Regions from separate parts of the Bos taurus genome. Here region 2 is linked to region 1. The links are chromatin contacts, called in public Hi-C maps. All regions are on one chromosome and are shown on one strand. Each heading gives the region's core, a stretch centred on a gene start, on an enhancer-like site or on the middle of the called end of the contact. The rest is flanking DNA. Distances are from core to core; before and after follow the strand shown.

Region 1 (6,676 bases), core at 3,357-5,856:
GCGGTGAGGAAGACCCTGGATGGGGGAAAGGGGGATGGCTCAGCGCTCATCAGGAAGGGAACAGGGGAAGGGAGCCTGGTCACAGGCCGTCTCGCTGAAGGCTTGCCACGCACTGCACAGCAGCCATCTCACACCTCACACGAGGAGGGCTGTTACTGAAGGAGGTGGCTGACGCTAAAGAACCGGCTCAGGGCCCGGGGTCATACCTGCAGAAGAGGAGGGATACGAACCGGTGGCCGGAGTCCCGGTGAGCTTGGAGCCGCTCTGCCCACTGCCTGCCGAGGAGTGGCCGGCGAAGCGGGAGGACAGCCAGGGACACATGGGGTCCCAGAGGCCACGGGACGCAGAGTCGAGTTCCAAGTGCCGCGGGGAGGCTGAGCAAGGTCAGCCTGACTCGGGGCACCTGGTGTCCATCTGCGGCTGGTCTGGAGATGGAGGGCAAGTCATTTCATCAGAAGATTCGACAGAAAGAACTGCAGTGTGGTGTGGGAGACAAGGGAAGAGGGTGGAAGGGTTACAGTCCGGGACTTGGCCGAGGGATCCGGCACGGCTGACGTTGACCGGGGAGGAGGCCCGTAGGCTGGGACCACCAGATGCCATCAGCTGCTGTTGTCAGGACGCCTGCTGGAGCCGCCACCCCCCCGCCCACACACACCCTGCATCAGGCTGCCGGAAGTCGGGAGCTGGCACAGCAGGGATGGGCTGGCAGAGGCCCAGCCCTGGAACCACGAGACAAGCTGGGTCTGCAGCTAGCTGACAGTAGCCTAACAAGGACACGTGGTTCTGGTGGGAGTCTGCTGGCCCAAGGGTGACTGTCCTGGGGCGGATGTGCACTCACTTCTCATTGGTCCACACCCAGGGTCACAGGGGAGCTTATTTTTCACTGGGAACTGTGTCCTCTCTCCCCACACACATCTGACTGAATTACCAAGGGTGATATTTGACGGTTTCTTATGAAAACATTGTGTAAAATGCTATTTTAAGATCTTCACCAAAAACAAACCTTTAAGACCTCAACAGTTTAAAAAGATGCTAATTAGCCAACGTAGCTCCCGAAACTTAACCACTTTCGCTCCCGCTTGCTGTATGGCTGGACTCCCAGCCTCTGCTTAACCCGTTACCGCCGCATTAGGGCTTCACCGATCCGCCCTCTGGACTGGTGGCGGAGTTCCAGAAGGAGGAAGAGAGGTGCTGGAAGCTCCTTTAGCACCGCAGGCCACTGAGAGATCTGAAGAAGGCACGTAAGTCACAAACAAACACGGGAACCTTGACGAGGACGGATCAGCGACGACCTTTCATCAGACCCCGGTCAGAGGTGGCCCGCAGTGCCGACGCCTGAGCGCCCCCTTCTGGTGATCTGTCAATCCGGCAGCACCTGCTTGTTGGAAAAGACCCTGATGCTGGGAAAGATGGAAGGAACAAGGGGAAGGGGGCAACAGAGGGTAAGATGGTTGGATGGCATGAGTGTGAGCAAGTTCCGGGAGCTGGTGATGGACAGGGAAGCCTGGTGTGCTGCAGCCCGTGGGGTAGCAAAGAGTCGGACCCGACGGAGCGACTGAACAGTGAAAAAGCAAGTGGCGATTGCCTGCAGCTGAGAGGGGAGCCGAGTGTCCAGGGCACCTGCCTATCTGTCGTCTGTCCCTCAGCAGTCGCTCACAAGACCACGCGGAGCCCCATGTCGTTTCTTTAATATATAATTTTATTTCTGGTTATAGAAACAAATGCTAAGAGGAAAGACAAAACTTCCCCGTCCACATACAACAATTTAATAGATAAAAGAACAGTTAAATGAAAAAAAAAAGGTAGAAATTTTAAACTTTGTTATAGCTTTAAAACATTAACGTCTGGTACAATTAGAAATCACATTCAGATCTCAAACTTTTTTTTTTAAAAAGTATGGCTCCTTATTAAAAAAAAAAATACTGTATCCCATTTGAAATGAAAACGCAGGCTGGCCTAGCTAAGGTGGGTCCCCCCTACTTGCACCCCTCCCCCCGCCCTGCCCAGGTGCTGGGGTGTATGTGTCCCTCCTGGGTGCCCCAGAGGCCAGAGCCCACACATGGATGGTGAACCACGGTAATGCGCCGTGACTTCAGCCTCGCACCAAACACGCCGCGCAGCCCAATTCCCACTCTACAGGATACCGCCACTTTTTTAAAGCACTGATGATTAAACATATTGTCTAAAAAACTTTAGACGGCCACCATGAAAAAAAAAAAAAATGCACACAGACACGCCCCCTAGCAACATCCGCCCCGCTGAAAGATCTTTACAGGCTAATTGTCAGTCAGGTAAGAAACACAATCCGTGCTGGGTTTATCCCTTGCCCATGTGCACCAAGCTGCCCGGGATCTGGGTCTGAATATAAGCAAGAATTAAGGACACACTTTGGTCTCTCCTCCTCGTCCCTGTCCTAAAGCAGAAACGGAGCAGGGTCAGTCCCCCTTGACCAGGTACCCAGAAAGCCCATCCTGGAAGGAAGCTGGGAGAGGCCAGACTTAAGAATATTTGATTTTAAACCCTATTTTTACTTATTAAAAAAATTTTTTTTTGATAACTTAACTCAGAAATTTAGAGGCTAAGGTCTTAAGAAGCCATAGGCGAGGAGGGAGGAGGGTTCAGATGGGGAACACATGTATACCTGTGGCGGATTCATTATGATATTTGGCAAAACTAATACAATTATGTAAAGTTTAAAAATAAAATAAAATTAAAAAAAAAAACCTGCAAAAAAAAAAAAAAGCATAGGCGTAGTTCCATAGCCTTTTGGCCAGTTAATTTCATGCACAAGAAATCCATTTCAGGTTCATGGGCCTCATTCCAGCTCAGCCAATATGCTCAGAATTTGGGGACAGCTCATAGCATTCCTTGGGGGTCATGGCAACAGCTTGAGAGGGGCCAGTCTTATCATTGCAGCTAAGAAAGTAAGTAAATGAGTGAAAGTCGCTCAGTTGTGTCCGACCTTGTTACCCCATGAACTTATACAGTCCACGGAATTCTCCAGGCCAGAACACTGGAGTGGGTAGCCTTTCCCTTCTCCGGGGGATCTTCCCAACCCAGGGATCAAACCCAGGTCTCCTGCATTGCAGGCGGATTCTTTACCAGCTGAGCCACCAGCAACTAAGAAAAACCTTCACATGAGCAGCATGGAATCTTTAGTGAGTGGGACCAACACGGTGGTAGCCCAGGGGGGTCACAGCGTTGAACAGCCACATCCCTCTCCGGTCTGGACTCCTCTGCACTTCTTACTGTTTTTCATGCGGAGTGAACCACCAGTAAATATTTGGATGAGTCCAATGAGCCACTCATTGCAGAAAAAGGATCTCAAACAAAGAATAATGAACTAGAATTCTTCCAATTCTATTTTGACTCTTAACAGATCTGGGGCAAGAGAGTGAGAATAGCTTGGAGACCTTTTGTCTCCCTTGGAAGCAAAAGGGTGATGGAGGGTGTAACCTGAAGACCCCCTGGCTCATCAGAGCTGGGGGCGGGGGTGAGGGGTCCCACGTAGCCAGTGTTCAGCCCATCAACTAGAGAAAGAAGCCTGTCTGCTGCAGCTTCCCGCCTCCCCCTCCCCAATTGGTCTTCTCAGGAACCTGTACCAGTTGCTTCCAGCATGACACGCAGGTCCAAGGAATGAAGGAAATCCTCTGAGTAAGATTCTTCCCTGGAGGAAAAGAAAGATGCCTAGAAAGAGTCTGCAGCCCTCAGTCTTTTCTAGAACACTGAGAGAGAGGAAGAGACGCTGAACACCCTGAGGCTTGCCTACTTGAAGAAATCACCTCGGGGCCCCGTGAAGACACAGCATAAACGTCCCTCCTGGTCAGCGCTGAGCCCGCAGGAGGCCTCCTGTCACCGGGCGGTGGGCAGGGTCACTGGGCGGGGCCAGGCCTGCAGCTGGGGGTGGAGGCAGGGCAAGTTTTGCAGACAATCAGACCTCTCATGGTGGCTGCTGGGACATTAACTCAGACGTGATGGGGACAGAGGGGGGTCTTGTCAAACCCAGAGACATGAACCCTTCCAACCTCTATCCTCTGCTGAGTCCCGTGTCCCCGGGGATGAGGGCAGAAGTGGATGACTCCGTGGGCTGGGGCAGAGCTGAGCCACGGCCCGAGCCCAGAGGACAGGCCTTCCACAGGGACGCCCAGACAACCCGGTGGTGCTGGGGGGGCACCGAAGACTCGGCAAGTGACCGTTCTTCTCAGCAGAAGAGCAAAACTACTTTCCCTAAACACACTCAGCCAACGAGCCCACTTTCTGTTTCCACTCAGAGCAGACGCTCGCAGTGTGTCAAACACAGTGCGCTGCAAGGCAGCTGTGACTCCGGGTGGGCCCCTTACGGTCGGATGAGGCCACCCCAGAGGCTGCGTGGTGACTGATGGCCCAGACCGGCCCTTAGACCCAGCGGGGAGCAGCTTCTGGGGGTAAGAGAAGAGGCAAGAGGCCGGGCCCGGCGGGAAGGGCGGGTCCGCGCGATGGAGACAAGCCTGGAGGAAGGGACGAGTGAGATGAGAGGAGTTCATGAAACGCATGAGAGCAGCCTGAGGGCTGAGGACAGAAGCCGCTGCTGCTCCCCTCGCCAAAGAGCCTCCCTCCTTCTGCGGCCCGTCCCCGCCTCGTAGCAGCACGTGTGAATAACATAAAGGAGGCGCGGTAAGTCACTTCACTTCTGGGCAGAGGCAACCCGGAGGGCGGCCTCGAGCGGCTGGCCGCGAGGGCGGGGCTCCCACTGGCACCGCCCCCCCCCCCCCCCACCGCCGCGGGGCCTGCCTAGCAGCTCCGTCCATTCCTTCTTGCACCAAAGCCTGCGGTGCAGCTGTGAGCTTGGCGGCGCCCGAGGCCGGTTCCCCGGGGCTCGGCAGCACCCCATCCCAGACGAAGCCGTCTTGGGGCAAAGCAGAACCTGGGGCTTGGGAAGAAGACAGCTCCTTCTCCGGCCTCAACCGCCCCTCAGTCTAAACCCTAGAGGAGCCGCGCGAAGGACCCTCTTCTCTAACACACGCTCACGTTCGGTCTTTTCTTTGCCTCCAAAAAGGAAGAAACTGACCAAAGGAAAAAAGCCAAAAGTTTCTGTCTCCTCCTGAATTTCAAGGGGCCAGCGAAGGAGTTTCTGTCTAGAGACCTTGGGACGCGCCCCGGGAGCCGGGCGGCTCACTCTGACTGGTCCAGGCAGACCTTTCTTTAGGGGAAGTCAGCGCGCCAGCCGAACAAGGCCTGCTGCGACCTAAACCAGTCTCCCTCCAGGCCCAGCAGGGTCCAGATAAGCAGCCAGCAGCCTGGTGGCCCCACCAAGCCCACCCCCTCCCGCCTGAGAATCACCAATGCGTGTTGATTAGCAGCTCAGAAGTCCATTTTTCACCTTCTCCATTTGGCTTAATTCTGAAGCAGAAAAAACAACCTCCCACAAACAGCAACCGTGAAAGTGAGCCAACCTGGCGGCAGAAAGAGCCTGAGGGTCCCCTGCAGCAGAGGGAGTAGGAGGTGACGATGTCCAGCCCGGGGGCCCCCCTAGTGCTACTCCGACCTCACAGTGGATCCCAGGGGGGTGGGGGGAAGGACAGATGGTCCGAACCCCGACCACAGGCTCTGCTCGACAGCGCCAGGCGTCCCGGAGCTTCACATAGAGATGCAGGTGGCGGGCAAGGACACTCAGCATCCACCACGGGCCTGCGAGAGGGTGACCCTGGCCGGAGGGGAGGACACTCAGCGGGGTAGGGCAGGGATTTCCGTGACGCCCGCCATGCAGAGCGGCGCCCTCCTGTATCTGGCACTGGTAAAGGGCGAGTACAGCTGGACGGGCAGGCCTGGTATCGATGGAGAGTGAGCAGCCACGACGACGGGCCCGAGCGCACCTGCCCGGCCGGCCCTCTGCGGAGTCCAGCCCCTGGGTGACCCGAGGCGGCCGTGGCCCCCGCGTCAGGCCAGGTTGCCTTTTTATTTCCCAGCCTCGGGTGGGTTGGTCCATGTGCCACAACCCAGGCATGTGGAAGACCACGCTGCCGGCTCTCCTGGCTGCTCTGGCTCCTGCAGACGGGTGTGGTGGGGGCGTGTGTGGCCCCACGGCTTGGGGAGCTCTGAGGACACCAGAGATCTTTCCGGCTACAGCAGCATCTTCCCTGGGGAGCTGCCCACTCCTGGCCTCTTGGTCTCAGGACAAGTGCTGGCGGGTACCACGGGCTCTCTGGGGAGATGACCAAAAGCCCACCCAGAGGCTCACCAGGAACCTGGAGTGGCTGGTCCCCTGAACCTGGCCCCACGGGGTCCCTTCTGCCCAGAAGGAGCTAAAAAGGCATGCGCTCGGCACGTGGCAGAGCGTCACTGAGGACACCCCGTCCCATCTCCCTCCCAGTTCCAGCCACAGACCCCCCTCTGCTCCTTTCTCCCTGAACTACTGCCAGGATAGAACCGTGAGGGAGTCCACGGTAACACACAAAACCAAAATGCCTTGGAAGTCAGGAGAACACAGGGTCGGGCCAGACTGGTCGGGCCAGGCAGAGGGGACGGGGCTGGGCGTGTCCTCTGGCCAGCCGGCCTGGCGTCTGTCTCTGGGGGAGGCGAGCTGTGGCGCAGAGGATGGTCTGTGAGCAAGAAGGCATCTGAGCAAGACCCGCGCAGCCCCAGGGCTGAGCAGCAACATAAGAAAGAGACGATGGCCCCCAGCCCTACCCAGGACCTG
Region 2 (5,970 bases), core at 2,075-4,574, 100 kb after region 1:
AATGGCAACCCACTCCAGCACTCTTGCCTAGAAAACCCCATGGACGGAGGAGCCTGGTAGGCTATAGTCCATGAAGTCGCAAAGAGTCAGACACGACTGAGTGACTTCACTCACTTTTGGTTTTTAAAAAACAGTTACTATAAAGATATTGGCATATTCTTTTCTCTTTTTTTGACCAGATGGCATGTGAGATCTTAGTTTCCTGATCAGGGAGTGAACCTGCGTCCCTTGGATTGGAAGTACAGTGTCTTAACCACTGAACCATTGGGGAAGTCCCAGCATTGGCACTTTGAAAGCATCACTGGCCTCTTGTTTTCCAGAGGAAACCCAAACGCTGCAAGCAACCAATATCAGTTCAGATCGGTTCAGTCACTCAGTCGAGTCCGATTTTTTGCGACCCCATGGACTGCAGCACACTAGGCTTCCCTGTCCATCACCAACTCCCAGAGCTTACTCAAACTCATGTCCATCAAGTGGGTGATGCCATCCAAGCATCTTATCTTCTGTTGTCCCCTTCTCCTCCTGCCCTCAATCTTTTCCAGCATCAAGGTCTTTTCCAATGAGTTGACTCTTCGTATCAAGTGGCCAAAATATTGGAGCTTAAACTTCAGTATCAGTCATTCCAATGAATATTCAGGGTTGATTTCCTTTAGGTTGGACTGGTTGGATCTCCTTGCAGTCCAAGGGACTCTCAAGAGTCTTCTCCGACACCACAGTTCAAAAGCATCAATTCTTTGGTGCTCAGCTCTCTTTATGGTCCAAATCTCACATCCCTACATGACTACTGGAAAAACCACAGCTTTGACTAGACGGACCTTTGTTGGCAAGTAATGTCTCTGCTTTTTAATATGCTATCTACGTTGGTCATAACTTTTCTTCCAAGGAGCAAGCGTCTTTTAATTTCATGGCTGCAGTCACCACCTGCAGTGATTTTGGAGCCCAGAAAATAAAGTCTGTCACTTTTTCCATTGTTTTCTCATCTAATTGCCATGATCTTAGTTTTCTGAATGTTGAGTTTTAAGCCAACTTTTTCACTCTCCTCTTTCATTTTCATCAAGAGGCTCTAAATTTAGTTCTTCGCTTTCTATACCCTTGAACAATTCATCACCGCCTTGGGGCCTGATGAAGGTGATTTGTGATTCCAGCGGGACGGGCAGCCTCGCATCCCCCCTCTGAACTGGAGATGCCCGGGGAAAGCGGGGAGGTCAGCGTCTGGACCCCAGGTCCCTGAGCTCCCCCACATTCCCATGGTTCTTCCCAGCAAGGGATGCTTGGCTCTGGAACGCCTGCCCTGGGGCCATTCAGCCTGTGCGTGCAGACGGCAGGGGGTCTTCATCCTCCAGGTGAGCCCTCAGCCAAGCGCTGATGGGTGTGGGGCTCTGAAAGCCCAGCTCCCTTGCCTGTCGGGACAAACCTCGAGGTGTAACCTGCATTCCAGGGGCCTGGGACTCCACCTCAAAGTCCTGCCCTCGCTTGGCGGCTCTGTCTCCCTCGTGGATCTCCCGGGAGCCACATAAATGACCAGCACACAAACCCTCATCTCAGGGAAGCAAGGATTCCTGGTTCCCAAACCCTGTCCTATGCACCAACCCGTCGTTGACACGACCCGTCCAAGGATGCTGGCTTCCCCCAGTAATAGTGCGACGCCCATGACCCGGGCAGCCCTGGAGTGAACGTCGCACCTGGAGGCGCTGATGCCGGAACTCGGAGCTTTCCTCTGCCTCTCCTCCTCCAAAGCCCTTCCCTGCCCAATGCACACCTGGGGGTCTCTGCTGTGACACTCGTGTGTTGGTCTCGTGTGTACAGAAAGCGTACAGTGCACGAGTCGATTTCCCAGAGACCCCATCCACATCAGCTCTCTAATGCAGGAAGCGAAGAGGAGCTAAAAAGCCTCCTGATGAGGGTGAAAGAGGGGAGTGAAAAAGCTGGCTTAAAATTCAACATTCATAAAAATGAAGTTCATGGCATCCAGTCCCATCACTTCATGGCAAATAAAGGGGAAACAAAGGAAACACTGACAGACTTTATTTTCTTGGGCTGCAAAATCACTGCAGATGGTGACTGAAGGCATGAAATTAAAAAAAAAAAAGATGCTTGCTCCTTGGAAAAAAAGCTATGGCAAACCTAGACAGTTTACTTAAAAAACAGACATCACTTTGCCGACAAAGGTCTGTATAGTCAAAGCTGTGGTTTTTCCAGTATTCGTGTATGGATGTGAGAGTTGGACCATAAAGAAGGCTGAGCGTTGAAGAATTGATGCTTTTGAACTGTGGTGCTGGAGAAGACTCTTGAGAGTCCTTTGGACTGCAAGGAGATCCATCCAGTCCATCCTAAAGGAAATCAGTTCTGAATATTCAATAGAGGGACTGGTGATGAAGTTGAAGCTCCAATACTTTGGCCACCTGATGCAAAGAGCCAACTCATTGGAAAAGACCCTGATGCTGAGAAAGATTGAAGGCAGAAGGAGAAGGGGATGACAGAGGACAGAGGATGAGATGGTTGGATGATATCACCGACTCAGTGGACGTGAGTTTGACAAAGTCTGGGAGATAGTGAAGGGCAGGGAAGCCTGGTATGCTGCAGTCCATGGGGTTGCAAAGAGTCAGACACGACTTAGCAGTCAAACAACCACCACCACATCATCACCTGCAGGTCAAGCTCCAGAACCTCACCAGCACCCCAGGACAGTCCCCGAGTGCCCCTTAGGTCACCACCAGGCACCTAAGCCATCCTGGCTCCTGACACCACAGCTGATCTCTGCCTGCTGTTCGCCTTTGGTATGAATGAAATCCCCCAGGACACTCTTCTGTGGCTGCCTTCATGTACCTAACGTTACTTTGAGCAGATTTTTCTGTATCCTGGTTCGTTTGCATTGCTGTCTGGTATCCACCCTGCAGATACACACTTTATTCATTTTTTCCATTTCTAATAGGCATTGGACCTCTTTCTGGTCTTGGCTCTCGGAAAGGGCATGCCCATGAATGTTCTAAACGTTTCCAGGCACACGTATGTTCGTGTGTGGTTGGGCACACGCCTAGTGGAATTGCTGGGTCATGGGTATTTGTATGTCCAGTTTGGGTAGGTGCTGCTAAAAACTTTCCAATGTGGGGGTGTATCAATTCACACTCCTCCTGTCCTTCACCGTCACCCCCCACTGCCCCCGCCAGGGTAGTGCAATTTCTGTTTTTTCCACAACCTCACTAATGCTTGGTATTTGGAACTTCCACTTTGCAACCCAACCAGAATGGATGGGGTCTTCCATTGCAGTTTCCTCCCCGCTCAGGGCCGCTGCTGGTCCTTACACCTGCTCTGGGTGAATCTGAAGGAGGACACACCCCAGCCGGAAGACACGTCACATCCATCTGTTGAGACCGTGTGATGGGCTGACTTTGTCAGACTGTGAAATCGTACTGCCCTCTGCTGGACAACCGCTGAAATTTGCAGAACAAGTCTTAGCTGCCCTGGGACAGAAGAGGCCGCCTCTCAGGTGGGTGCCCTTGGGCAGTTCACGCTCAGGACAATCGTCCTGGTGACCCTGGCCACTCTCCACTTCCGTTCACACACACTGGAGGCGGTGGTGAGGACTGGCTGGAGGAGGCTCCATGAAGTCTCTCAAGGTGATGGCTCAGGAGCTGAATCTGGTCTGCAGTTATATTTTCTCTGACTTACAGTGTCCAAAAAAAAAAAAAAAACCAAACTGAGCCAATATTTTAAAATTTGGGAGAATTTATGCAAAAATATGAAAAATCAGAGCAACTAGAAAAATTGGGCCATCACCCTCAAATTACGACAAAGAGGCTACACAGGTCTCCGGCCTTAGCCTTGGTTTCCACCGTGCCCTGCTGTTCCCAGCGCCAAGCCTCTGTCAGTGGCAGCAACAAGACCAAAACAGCGAACCAGCGGTGTCAGGCCCCACCGCCTCCAAGCGTTGTCCCTTATTTATGGCAACTGCCTGGCTGCTCGGGGGATGTAAGTTTGTGATCACTCATTTTGACATTGATAAGGAAATAAAAAAAACCATCCCAAGGGACATCCCTGGTGGTCCAGTGGTTAAGACTGTGCCTCCAATGCAGGGAGGTGGGGGGCACAGGTTCCATCTCTGGTTGGGAAACTAAGATCCTGCATGTTCTGTGGTGAGGTCAAAAAATTAAAAAACAAAAACTATCCCAAGCTGATCATTATAACGTGAGATAAAATGACCCCCATCTTCTGTTTGCTGGAGTGAAAAAAAGTCCCGCCTGACAAGGTTTCAGTGGAACTGGGGGGTCATAAGACCGGAGTTTATTGGCAGCTCTGCCCGAAGAGGCTGACGCTTTATGACCTGGTGGCCAAGAAATGAAGCATCAGGAGGCGGGGGCAGAATAAGCAGGTGAGGGGTGAGCAGACAGCACCTAGAACTTTCTCAGCAAAGCTCTGGCGTCCCAGGAATCGGGGCTGGGGGCAGCAGCCTAGCAAGTTAGGGGGCCGAGACTGAAAATTCCACATCTTTATGTTACACAGTTGAACCAACTAGTTTATCTATTCACATATTATCAGTATATAGCTGCTCCTGCTGCTGAGTCACTTCAGTCGTGTCTGACTCTGTGCGACCCCATAGACGGCAGCCCACCAGGCCCTGCTGTCCCTGGGATTCTCCAGGCAAGAACACTGGAGTGAGTTGCCATTTCCTCCTCCAATGCATGAAGGTGAAAAGTGAAAGTGAAGTCGCTCAGTGGTGTCCGACCCTCAGCGACCTCATGGACTGCAGCCTACCAGGCTCCTCCGTCCATGGGATTTTCCAGGCAAGAGTACTGGAGTGGGGTGCCATTGCCTTCTCCCAGCAATCTTGTTTAATCCAGAGGCTAAATCAACTACTATTTTTTGGCCTGGTGCTGCAACCTGCCATTGGTGTTTTAATTTGCTGTGTTCATCATCTTGAATGAATGAATGAAAACTGGTACTTTTTTTGTTTATATTTTTGGTGGCACATGGGATCTTAGTTCCCCCCATCAGGGATCAAACCTGTGGCCCCTGTATTGCAATCATGGAGTCTCAACCACTGAACCACCAGGGAAGTCCCTAAATCAGCTACCTCTGAAGTAGCTGTCATTTCCGTTCCACGTGAGAGATCATAAAACGAGCCGTGTTTCGCGGGCACTTACTATGTGCCGGGTCCCATCACCTCGTTTGTTCTTCACAGGGACGTCTCTGCCCCAGTGCGGACGCTACCGTCCGCTCTGCCCCGGACACTTCCTTCGTAGACCGGCAGACTGAAGTTCAGAGGGGCTTTGTCAGTTCACCCTAAGACCGCCCTGGATGGGAGGGGCTGGGTTCGAACCCAGATCCCCTACTCAGATACCGTCTGACTCAGAAGCAGAACCTCTCCCTGCTGGCGCCAGATAAAAATCTAGGTTGGAAACCAGAGCTCTGTGATCATCACAGAAGTGACAGCATGCTTTCTCTGCCTGTGGGACATCTTTCTCGGAAATGTGGGTCTTTTTGATCTTTGATGGTGTGAGCTTTGAGGCCCCATGTGCTAGAAGCCACTGGGGTGCTACCCCACCTTCCTCTTACAGGGGTGGTCCCCCGTCAGGGAGGGGCTTACTAACACTCTGGACAGGGTCACTTGGCTCATCTGTGGGGTCGGAATTGGGAGCTTGGTTCCCGACACATGCATTTCTTTACTCCCCGCTCCAGCATCTCATGTTGAGTCTAAGAGTTTCCCAATCCAGCACTTTTCTCTCTCTCTTTTTTTAATTAAAAAAATCTTATTTATTGTTTATTTTCATGTTTGGCTGTGCGAGGTCTTTGCTGCTGCGTGGGCTTTTCTCTCACTGTGGCGAGCTCTGCTGTGGTGCGCGGGCTTCTCATCGTGGTGGCCTCTCTCGTTGCAGACCACGGACTCTAGGCCGAGCAGGCTTTAGTAGCTGTGGCACACAGGCCTAACTGCCCTGAGTTAGGGCTTAGACCCGGGTTCCCTGTGCTGGCAGG

Evidence for each region. Hi-C and Micro-C count contacts between places; a contact is called where the count stands out from the background.
Region 2: a contact with region 1 is called in a Hi-C map of an unstated tissue, with 5 times the contacts expected there. The contact joins two enhancer-like sites. A contact is called at or near these places in 3 of 11 Hi-C or Micro-C datasets (blastocyst, liver and an unstated tissue).

What each region holds. Positions count from the first base shown.
Region 1 is chr25:39,209,260-39,215,935 of ARS-UCD2.0, forward strand. It overlaps FOXK1 (forkhead box K1), which reads right to left. Exons shown (of 9, transcript XM_059881628.1): 9 at 1,679-6,676. Among named protein-coding and RNA genes, the nearest start is that of AP5Z1, 4.8 kb to the left of the region's middle. Within about 2 kb of position 4,607, at least 6 of the 102 cell types and tissues checked have an H3K27ac peak or open chromatin away from gene starts, as enhancers often do.
Region 2 is chr25:39,313,432-39,319,401 of ARS-UCD2.0, forward strand. All of the region lies in intron 4 of LOC132343885 (a long non-coding RNA gene), which reads right to left. Among named protein-coding and RNA genes, the nearest start is that of MIR2890, 20 kb to the left of the region's middle. Within about 2 kb of position 3,325, at least 21 of the 102 cell types and tissues checked have an H3K27ac peak or open chromatin away from gene starts, as enhancers often do.